3 separate regions of the Gossypium hirsutum genome follow, and all the other regions are linked to region 3. The links are chromatin contacts, called in public Hi-C maps. All regions are on one chromosome and are shown on one strand. The core of a region is the stretch at or near the end of the contact, and the rest is flanking DNA. Distances in the headings are between cores, read along the strand shown.

What was found. A called contact is a pair of places that touch in the nucleus more often than the background predicts.
Region 1: a Hi-C map of leaf shows a contact between it and region 3, with 2.0 times the contacts expected there. The contact joins the promoter of LOC107948287 here to the enhancer-like site in region 3. A contact is called at or near these places in 6 of 34 Hi-C or Micro-C datasets (callus and leaf).
Region 2: a contact with region 3 is called in a Hi-C map of leaf, with 2.3 times the contacts expected there. The contact joins the promoter of LOC107922374 here to the enhancer-like site in region 3. A contact is called at or near these places in 3 of 34 Hi-C or Micro-C datasets (all in leaf).

The regions. Positions count from the first base shown.
Region 1 is chrA01:113,539,996-113,543,345 of Gossypium_hirsutum_v2.1, reverse strand. It overlaps LOC107948287 (probable L-type lectin-domain containing receptor kinase S.5), which reads right to left and starts at 1,863. Exons shown (of 1, transcript XM_016882779.2): 1 at 1-1,863. The coding sequence starts at 1,630.
Region 2 is chrA01:113,617,790-113,621,234 of Gossypium_hirsutum_v2.1, reverse strand. It overlaps LOC107922374 (zinc finger CCCH domain-containing protein 14), which reads left to right and starts at 2,074. Exons shown (of 3, transcript XM_016852375.2): 1 at 2,074-2,458; 2 at 2,674-2,734. The coding sequence starts at 2,386. It overlaps LOC107921190 (rhodanese-like domain-containing protein 9, chloroplastic), which reads left to right. Exons shown (of 5, transcript XM_016851072.2): 2 at 201-439; 3 at 533-683; 4 at 899-984; 5 at 1,073-1,372. The coding sequence ends at 1,248.
Region 3 is chrA01:113,385,140-113,388,267 of Gossypium_hirsutum_v2.1, reverse strand. No RefSeq gene overlaps it. Among protein-coding and RNA genes, the nearest start is that of LOC121208390, 9.9 kb to the left of the region's middle. Within about 2 kb of position 1,852, at least 9 of the 9 cell types and tissues checked have an H3K27ac peak or open chromatin away from gene starts, as enhancers often do. A contact at or near this core is called in leaf, where this site is marked.

The DNA of each region.
Region 1 (3,350 bases), core at 614-3,113, 160 kb before region 3:
ACTCACTCTGATTACCAAGCTTCCTTCCACATACAACTTCAAGGAGAAGCACACCATACGAATAAACATCGGTTTCAACCGTCGCTCTGCTTATAAGAAATGTTTCCGGTGCCATATAACCAGGAGTGCCTGCGATCTCTATCGTTGAATGGTGCGTTTTTTCTCTTTGTTGAATCGTTCTTGCCAATCCGAAATCTCCCAATTTAGCATTGAACTCCGAATCCAACATTATGTTGCTACATTTTACGTCCCGATGAAGCACCCTTTTCTCACACCCATTGTGAAGATAATCAAGTGCCTCAGCCACCCCTTGTATAATGATGAGCCTAGTTTCCCAACTGAGATTTGGTTGATTTGATTCACCTTTCCCTGTTTTCTCATCATAGAATATGAACTTATCAAGGCTTCCATTCGGCATGTATTCATACACAAGGAGGAGTTCTCGGTTCTCATAGCACCATCCAATTAGCTTCACAAGATTCTTGTGGTTTAAGTTACCAATTGTGGTAACCTCAGCTATGAATTCTTGGTTACCTTGATGTGATTTCTTGGACACCCTTTTCACAGCTATTTCTTTTTCTTTCCAAACCCCTTTGTAAACTGTCCCAAATCCACCTTTCCCAAGCTTGTTTTTGTGATTAAAATTGCCTGTTGCTCTTTTCAGTTCTTTTAGTTTAAACCTTCTTGGAGCAGTAGAGCTCTTAATATGAGCTTCTATATTTGCATACCCTCTTTCCAAATCATCCTTTTTGGATCTCCTCCTCCAATAAATCCCAAGCCCCAAAATCAAACCCAGAACGAGAATTGGGATAACAATCCAAACCCACAATAGATTTGAATCATCCCCAACATCATCACCATGGAATTCCCAAGCTCTTACACAGTTCAACTCTGTGAAGTTTCCAGTTGAAGCTGAGAATCCCACATGAACAGTTTCAGGAAGAAACGAGGAGAGATCCACAGGCACTGATAATACTGGATTACTACTTTGGGTCTCGCTTCCATTAGAAACGAAAACAATCATGTTTTTGCCATCGTATTGAACAACGGCCCGTACATCGACCCCCATGGAAAGGTTAATCCCATAGCCACTCAATGATTGCTGTTCAATTGAATAACAGCTATTAATATCCAAGCCAACATGGTTACCGTCAGGTTCTTCTTCATAACTCTTCCTAGTGTCGAACTCCACGCCGACGATCCTAGCTCGAGAGGTTCCATTGGTGGTTGCATTGACTATGCCGAGCCATTGGCCGAAGCTCTCCTGTGGGACATTAGAATCTGCACTTAGCACAAAGGCTAAACCTTCCCCAACCTCTGGTGAATCTTTGTTACTGATATTAATAACGAAAGTTGTGTTGAAAGATGCTATTTTTCCTTTCTTTTTGCTCCACAGCTTGAATTTCTTCCCATAGAATGCCCTGCCTGGTGTGTTTTTAATATCACCATTAAGATCAGGTGTGATTTGGATGGCATCTCTGAAAATAGTTGAATTCTTACTCAGCAACAAATCTTTTCTGTTCTCTTCTTCGAAATCTGAAAACTTGAAATCAAAACACTGCACTTTAATGCAAGAAACTACGATTATGATTGCCAGAAGCAGCAGGTCGACTATCGGCAAAGTTGCCATATAGCATGTGAGCTCAAGAGAGATTGCACTGAAAATTAATGGAGGAATTTTTCTGGGATAAGAATTTGGTTAATTTCAGGGATGAAGACAAGATAGATGGTGTAACTTCCTAGAAATTTAATGCAACTTTGGTGAAGTTTGAGATTCTATGACTTTAAGGAAACCACTTGTTATTTGTCACCTGTATTCCACTAGGAAGAAAAAAGGCTTTATTTCATTTTTCCCTTTAATTTAAGATGTAATTTTATACTCCTTCAATAAAATTAGAAGATATCAAAATACTTTAAAAAGATCCCCCCAACTTTTTGAATTACAGCTAATTTTTTTTTCAAATGTGTTCACATTTTCTAAAATTATTAAATAGAGATAAGTATTTTAACGCGTTTAAACTCATATCTTCCTATACTAATAATAATATCAATATCAATCGAGTTAAAACTCAATCAACGAAAAATTTAACTTTTATAAAAGTAACTTCCAGATAAATCTTAATTTGGGCATTTAATGTTTTTAAAATAAACAATACTTTTTAATAAGAAAATATCATCTTTAATCATATATAAATTTACACAACATAAATTTAAACAATACTAAAATATAAATATTTTAAAATTACTCATAGTCTCTCCTCAACATATAAATAGAATGATAATGCACTTCAATACATTTGAACTCACATTTTCCTGTATTAACAATAATATACATGTCAATCGAACTAAGACTCAATTAACTATTATTATTAATGAATTTTAAAAAATAAATCCACTCATTCATTAATATTTGTTATGATGGGAGTTTGCACTTTTGTGGTTAATGATGGGCATTTAAAAAAGGAATATATGCAGTGCAAGGATATATCTAAAATTAAGGACTTGATTGACAAAGAATAAAGGCATCCTTTTCCTTTCATCAACACATTCAAATTTTGATTGCTGGCCGCCCCAAAACAACGCGTAATTGTTGGGGTCTTTTTCATTGTTAATGCCATATATTGACCCCTTTATTGGATTCACGTGTTTCATTAATCTATAAATAAGTAAAGACGACCAACTCTTCTTCTAATCAACCTCCAAATTTCGTTGCAAATGCCAATTTTCAAACTTAAAAAAAATCATTTTGACTGATATCTATAAAATGTTTTGGTGCGTAGTTTGAGTTTGACTCATATTAATTGCATCATTATTAGGGCTTTATCTTTTTTTTTGTAATTCTAAAAAAAAAAACCAATCATTTTAAAAAATTCAATTCACGATCATAATTAATTGAATTAAAATACGAAGAAAGTTGGTGCTTTCCATTGATTTAGTTTTACATGTTAGAAAGTTTATATTAATAGTTTGTAGGATTAAATTTAACAAATGGTTCTAATAATAATATATTGTTATGTAGTTTATAAGTTTGATTAGCGAAACGGTTCACTATCAGAGTAAGTATGACTATTAGAAATAGTCTAAATTGAGAATACATTTTACTAGACTCAAGTTAAATTTATGGATTTATTCACTTATGATGTTAATAGTCTGACTTACATTAATTCTAAATAAATGAATGATCATGTTTGTATGTTGGGCAAGTAGAATGTTGAGTATATTGAGTGCATGACTTTTGTATGGCATGACATAACTTACAAAAGTAGAATTCATAGCTTGAATAAAAAGTAAATAATATCTCTCGTTGACATTGTGTGGATTGTGAAAATGGAACATGGTCATGAGTCATT
Region 2 (3,445 bases), core at 825-3,324, 230 kb before region 3:
CGAACATGAATTTTTGAGTTTTCCTATGTCTATGGGTTAGTGATCTTAGAATGTAGTAGTTTGTCCAATGCAGTTTGATTTTGCTCTATGCATGAACATTTTTGTTGGGATATTTGTACTCAATATCACAACTACTGTAGAAATTTAAATAAAAAAGAAGATATGAACATTGGAAGTAATGAATTGAGATGAGATTTCAGCACTAGGAACACCTGGTTGGAATTAAAGACCAACTATGGAAGAGCCACACCTATCCGGAGAAGAAACTTAAGCATTAGAGCTGAAGTCAATTTTGTAAATGCTGAAGAAGCCAAAAAACTTATAGCTGTTGAGGGTTATGCCGTTCTCGACGTCCGCGATAAATCTCAGTTCGATCGAGCTCATATCAAATCATGTTATCATGTTCCCCTTTTCATTGAAAACACAGACAATGATCCTGGTGAAGCCTCCTATATCCAATCCTTATAAACTCAGCTCATTTCTCAGTTTAAGTACTACATAACTTACATGTTGATCTGTTCTGTTTGTGCAGGCACAATTGTTAAGAGGACTTTGCACAATAACTTTTCAGGCTTATTCTTTGGGTTGCCATTTACAAAACTCAATCCTGAATTTGTACAGTCCGTGAAAAGTCAGTTTTCTCCCGAATCTAAATTGTTACTTGTATGTCAAGAGGGGCTGAGGTTAGTTCTTACCATGCTCTGGATATGCTTGATTTGCAATCTGATTTATTAGTATACATCCGAATCTGATTCATTCTAGATCCGATTAAAGGCTATTCTGCATTGAATATACTCAACTGATGAATGGTCTGAATTTATTTCGATGCCCTTATCTTCATTTTAGCCTCAATGTGAGTAATCATTGATGGAACTGAACTTCTTTTTTCAATGTGAAGGTCTACTGCTGCTGCCAATAAATTGGAGCAAGCTGGTTTCCAGAATATAGCATGTATAACATCAGGGCTTCAAACTGTAAAACCAGGTTAAGCATCAACCGCGTACTGTTGTAATGACCATGCTTGTGATGTATGCAAGGAACAAAAACATGAAATGGTTCTTGTTTTTTGCAGGTACATTTGATTCCGTAGGTAAAACTGAGTTGCAAGATGCTGGCAAAGCTGGTTTGGTGACAATTCAAGGCAAGATTTCGGCTGTGCTCGGAACTGTACTCATCTGTGCATATCTGTTTATAACTTTGTTCCCGGATCAAGCGGAGAAGCTGCTTCAGATGAGTCCTGTAAGGTAGCCCTTTGCAAGGAGCCTAAAAGTTTTGTAGTTTTCACAGTGCCAATGCCAACAAAGGAATTCTAAACATGGAGTTTCGTCATTCACACTGTATATTTTATTTTGTTAAATCATTTTCTTTTAAAGATGATTGCTCAAAAAATATTATGAAAATTCAAGGTTGAGTATGAAAGAAATGATGGTGGTGAGATTTGTCAAAAAGTATAGGTTGTCACAAGTTGAGTTCAATAAACGAAACTGAATACAAATATTAGCTAAATAGTAAGTCGGTTTAGTCTTGTTTGATTATGAAATTCAATAATCAACTGACATAATCAAATAAACCGATCCTACAGTTGAGTTAATTTCCAAAATCAACTTAACCAAATTGTTTAAATCGATTCCATACTTACTTCAGTATTCTTTAGTTAGCTCATTTTAATTTTTCAAGGGGTCGATAATAGTTCTATATATATATATAGCACTATCATTTTGTATCGTCGTTTCATTTTTTTACTTTTATCCGTCTAGTCATTAGTTTTTGACGTTAAATGTTAACTTGAATCTAACATATCAAAAATATTAATTATTAATCCATATTTATTAAAAAATATCACATCAGATCCAAATTGACATTTAATGCCAAAGTTAATTGGCTAGAAATACTTTAGTTCAAGGATTAAATTGAAACATTTTGAAGTAAGGGAACCAATTTAAAAATTAGTTTATAGTTTGGAGGGTATCAAGTAAAATTAACCCAAGAGGAAATGGCAGTTAGGGGCTGGACTTGAATGGATATAAAGAAAGTTAGGCTGATTTGGACCTAATCGAAGTTGGATTAGAAATAGAGCCCAAAAAGGATCTCAAAATGGCTAAGATTCTTTTGGATTATTATGGCCGTGAATTATCAGCCCTAGCTACTAGCTATTAAATATCTCTATCTTTCAACCTTTTTTCCCACTCTCTGGCTTTGTTTCTCTTCCTCATCTTCTCCCAAGCTAGGGTTACTCTTCTTCTTCCTTCTCTCTCTGGGTTTTTACATTCCTCTTTCTTGGGTTTTTAGGGTTCCTGAAACTCTTGCAGTCGTTTGATTTTTTTGTTGGTATCTTTTTCCTTTGGATATGGATCTGTGATTTTTCATTAAAAGCAAAGTTCTCAAATGGATACTCGTAAAAGAGGAAGACGCGAAGCTGGGTTCAATGCTAATGGCGGCATCAAGAAATCTAAGCCAGGTTTGCCCCTCCCCTCCTTTTTTCACTCTAATAAATGGTCTTTGTTCCTGTTAATATTCACCAGCTTGTTCAAGTGTTAATATAGAAGTAATTAATTATATAATTATTAGTAATTAAATTTCAATAACATCTCAAATGAAGAATTAATAACGTGTAATTTTTTGGAGGTAATTTCAATAAAAGAGAAAAAGTAATTAATTAATGTTGTGCAACAGAAATGGAATCTTTATCAACTGGTGTAGGAAGCAAATCGAAGCCTTGCACCAAATTTTTCAGGTTAAAATTCTTATACCCACCTAAATAATAAATATTGGTGTTGTTCAGTTTATATTGTACTTAAATTCTGTTTTTTTTTAATAATTCATTTCTAATGCTTATACTGTAAAGGATTTAACTTTATAAATTAGCTAATACTGATAGTTAAAAAATTGTGGTTTTGCTAATCAAATGTGGGGTATTGAGCTATGACAGGTACATTACTGTTGTTTGATCATAATCAAGTTAATGATTAACAGAGATCTGCTTGGTGAAAAAGGCAAATTATATCAAAGATGTTTCATTTGTTTCAACTTATAAACTGTACCTAAGATTGAATTAAATGGTAAAAACTTCGTACAGTTATTGAGTCCGATGGTAAGTTATAAATCGAAGTATTATGAAATTCAGGTATGATGTGTTTTTGTGAAAATTATGTCATTGGAGCTCTGTCATGTTTGATTTTGTTTTACTATTTTCTGGATGAAGGTTTTGTGGTTTGTTTTGTTGATCCGGTGATTGCAATCTCTAATAGAAAACATGACAGGGAACTAGCGTGGTCTGGTTCTTTTCGCTGTTATGCGTTTACGCTTGATATATTTATTTTGTGCTTGCACTAGCTAGGTTTCTGGCCTACTGAATTTCCGGGTTTGACATCTTATACCGGTGAAGTGTATGTATGTCATCTTCTAATGGTTTATATTTAGCTGATTCCTGTGTTGGTTTAATTGC
Region 3 (3,128 bases), core at 603-3,102:
TCATAAAAACTAGCGTATGCTAGAATTCGAAATATTTTACATAAAAACTAGGGATATGTATATACACACAAAAATTTGAAATAGATCATCAAATAAATAAAAATATAGAATAAATAATATATACACTTTAACATATAAATGAATTTCAAAATAAGTATTATAAGAAGAACTTTGAAAAGAATACTATACAAAACGATTTAAACCCCAAAATTTATCGATAAGATATAATATAAATTATATTCATAAATATAGTAATGGATGTCAATATAAATTTTTAAACCAATGTTGTACATGTTAGAAAGTTTTAAGATAAATAGATTCCGTATAAAAATATTTAAAAGAATGTATATGAACTACTAACTATGTAATATGAAATTAATGATTGTACAAAATAATTTGAAACAAGATTTATTCATCCACAATAATTAATATACATGAAGTAAAAGTCTTAACATAAACAATGCATATATAAAAGGATAATAATAAAGGAAAATATTTGAAACAAACAAAATATATAATACCAAAATTGGATTTAAGAGACATAAATAATATATATACATAAAATAAGAAAATATGAACATCTTCGAAAGAGGATTTAAATAAGTAATTCAATATAAATTATGTATATGTATATATAAATATCAATAAATGAGGATAAATATTATATAAATCTTTTAAATATAAAATTACATAGAGAAAATTTTAAGATAATGAATTATATAATAAAATAATTCAAAAATGTACAAAAGAAAATAAATAAAAAAACTAAAACAATGTGAGATCAATAAAATAATACATTAAGAATAACATATTTAAAAAATGAATAACAAATAATTCATAAAGAATACAAGACACTAACTAAAAAAACTTAATCGTAATAAAAACAAAGTTAGAAGAGTAATTTATAAATAAATCAAATTGTTAAAACAGAATCAAGGACCAAAATTAAACGCACACAAATAACCGAGGATTAAAAATGAAAATGGACCAATATTCCAAAACGAAACGTTTAAAACATGGACTAAAATGAGTAAACACGCAAATTTCGGGGATAATCTAGAAGTATCAAAGAAAACATAAATAAGGCGCGATATGGTTCAGCAAAGTAATAGGACCACGCGCGTAAATTGATCATTTAAGGTAAAAAGGCGCAGATCTGGTCCACAAAATGGGTCAACGCGCAGATCTTCTTCCCCCTAAACGGCACCGTTTCGTATACTCCATAAAAAACACAAGAAAAAACCCTAAAATGACCCCTGATCCCTTTAAACAAAATCAAAACAAATAACCTAAGCTTCCTATCTCTCTCACATTCAGCCGACGGTCATCATGCAAAGGCCTAATCAGGCCCCGTTCGATCACGAATCTGAGAGTTTTGCTAGGCTTAACCTCAATCCTCATCTAAGCTTAGATTACCACGAAGCAAACAAGGATTTCGAGGCCTCCTCAAGAAGATAAGTATTTACGCCTTTATTTATTTGTTTTTTACTTACAATAATGAAGATTAAAGAAGAAATAGACGCAAAATCAAAAGAAAAAAATGAGATTTAAAATCACCTCTTGGAAACTGCTTTTCTTTTTCTATTCAAACTTTTTGTGAGATTTGTATGCATAATCCCTTTTACAGTGTAATCCTAGCCTTTTATAGCCAATATACAGAATAAATAAAAGAAAAATATAACGAGAAAAAACTCTAATTTTTGCTGTCATTTGCTGGCTGATTTTTTCTGTTATTATTTCTGTTATTTCTTGTCGCAGGTTCCATTGTGGTGATGGTCGTACGGAAGGAAGGGCCGTTCGTAGGCGTGCAGTGTAGCGCGCGTGGAAGCCATTGTGGAGCATGGAGACTAGGGCTGCGGCACGAGGCGGCTGATTAGGGTTTGGGGAATATTTAATTTTTGGGCTAATTTAGGTGTTGGGTTGTTTGGGGTTAATTGGGTTAGATTTTTTAGGTTAAATTTATTATTGGATTTAGGGATTTATTTGGGTTATAAATGTAAATAGACATTAGACCTTATTTTATTTTTACTATTTTTTATATTTTGGTTTTTTGGTTCTTGTATGGGCTCGGGCGAAATGGGCCTATTACAAGGAGCACAGAGGACATTAGATAAAGTAAATGAGTGGAAAGGAGTGGGAAGAGTAGTAGAACCAGAGTAAGTAATAGCAACGCCAGAGCCATTACCAATCATTACTTCATCCGAGCTAGTGTAGGGATTGTGAACAGATAGATTTCGCAGATCGGTTGTGATGTGGTATGTAGCACCACTGTCTAATAGCCAGGGATCAGAGGATGAGAAATTAGAGGTAGCTACATGAGCTTGAGGTTTCCATAGTGGAGGCATACGAGATATAGACGAATTCACCTGACGTGGAGGTGCAGCTGCATTCGGAAACTATTGACAAAAGAGAGAGCACTGAGTGACAACATGCCCCTGAGTTCGGCACCACTTACATTTTCCTAAAAAAGGATGCATAGGTCTATTGTATTGTTGAGATGCAGATGGCGTAGGAGACCGGTAAAACCATTGATTGGAGCGTTGAGTGTGAGTTGAGTAGGCGGTGACTGATACACTTTAGAAGGAGTTGTGTAAGGCGAGCTCTCTGTTGATTAGTTTCTCATGAAACTCATCAAAGATGATGGCAGTATTGGGACTATTGACAGCATCGATAATTGGTTGGAAGGTGTCATCAAGCCCTTCTAGGACTTTTTCAATAAGATCCTCTACATCTAATGGTTTACCAAGAGTAGCAAGCTCATCGGCTTAGATTTTAATAGCTTGCATCTAGTCCGTGATAGTTTGGGAGCCTTTGGAAATTTTTTTGAGATTATCTTTGATTTGTTTGATATGACCACGAGATGGACGAGCATAAGTGCTGGCGAGAACCGTCCAAGTTTCAACTGAGGTTATGCACCGTAAGACTAGAGGTACAAGGTTTTGGGAGATGGTGCCAACTAATGCACCAAACAAGAGTTTGTCTTGCTGTAGCCATGTCTGATATGCCGGATTGATGGAGGTTGTGTTATTGGTAGTTTTTGGTGGACAGGGATGTGTGCCATCAATGAATTTGAAGAGTTCATAGCCTATGAGGATGGATTCTATTTGGATTTTCCAGGAAATATAGTT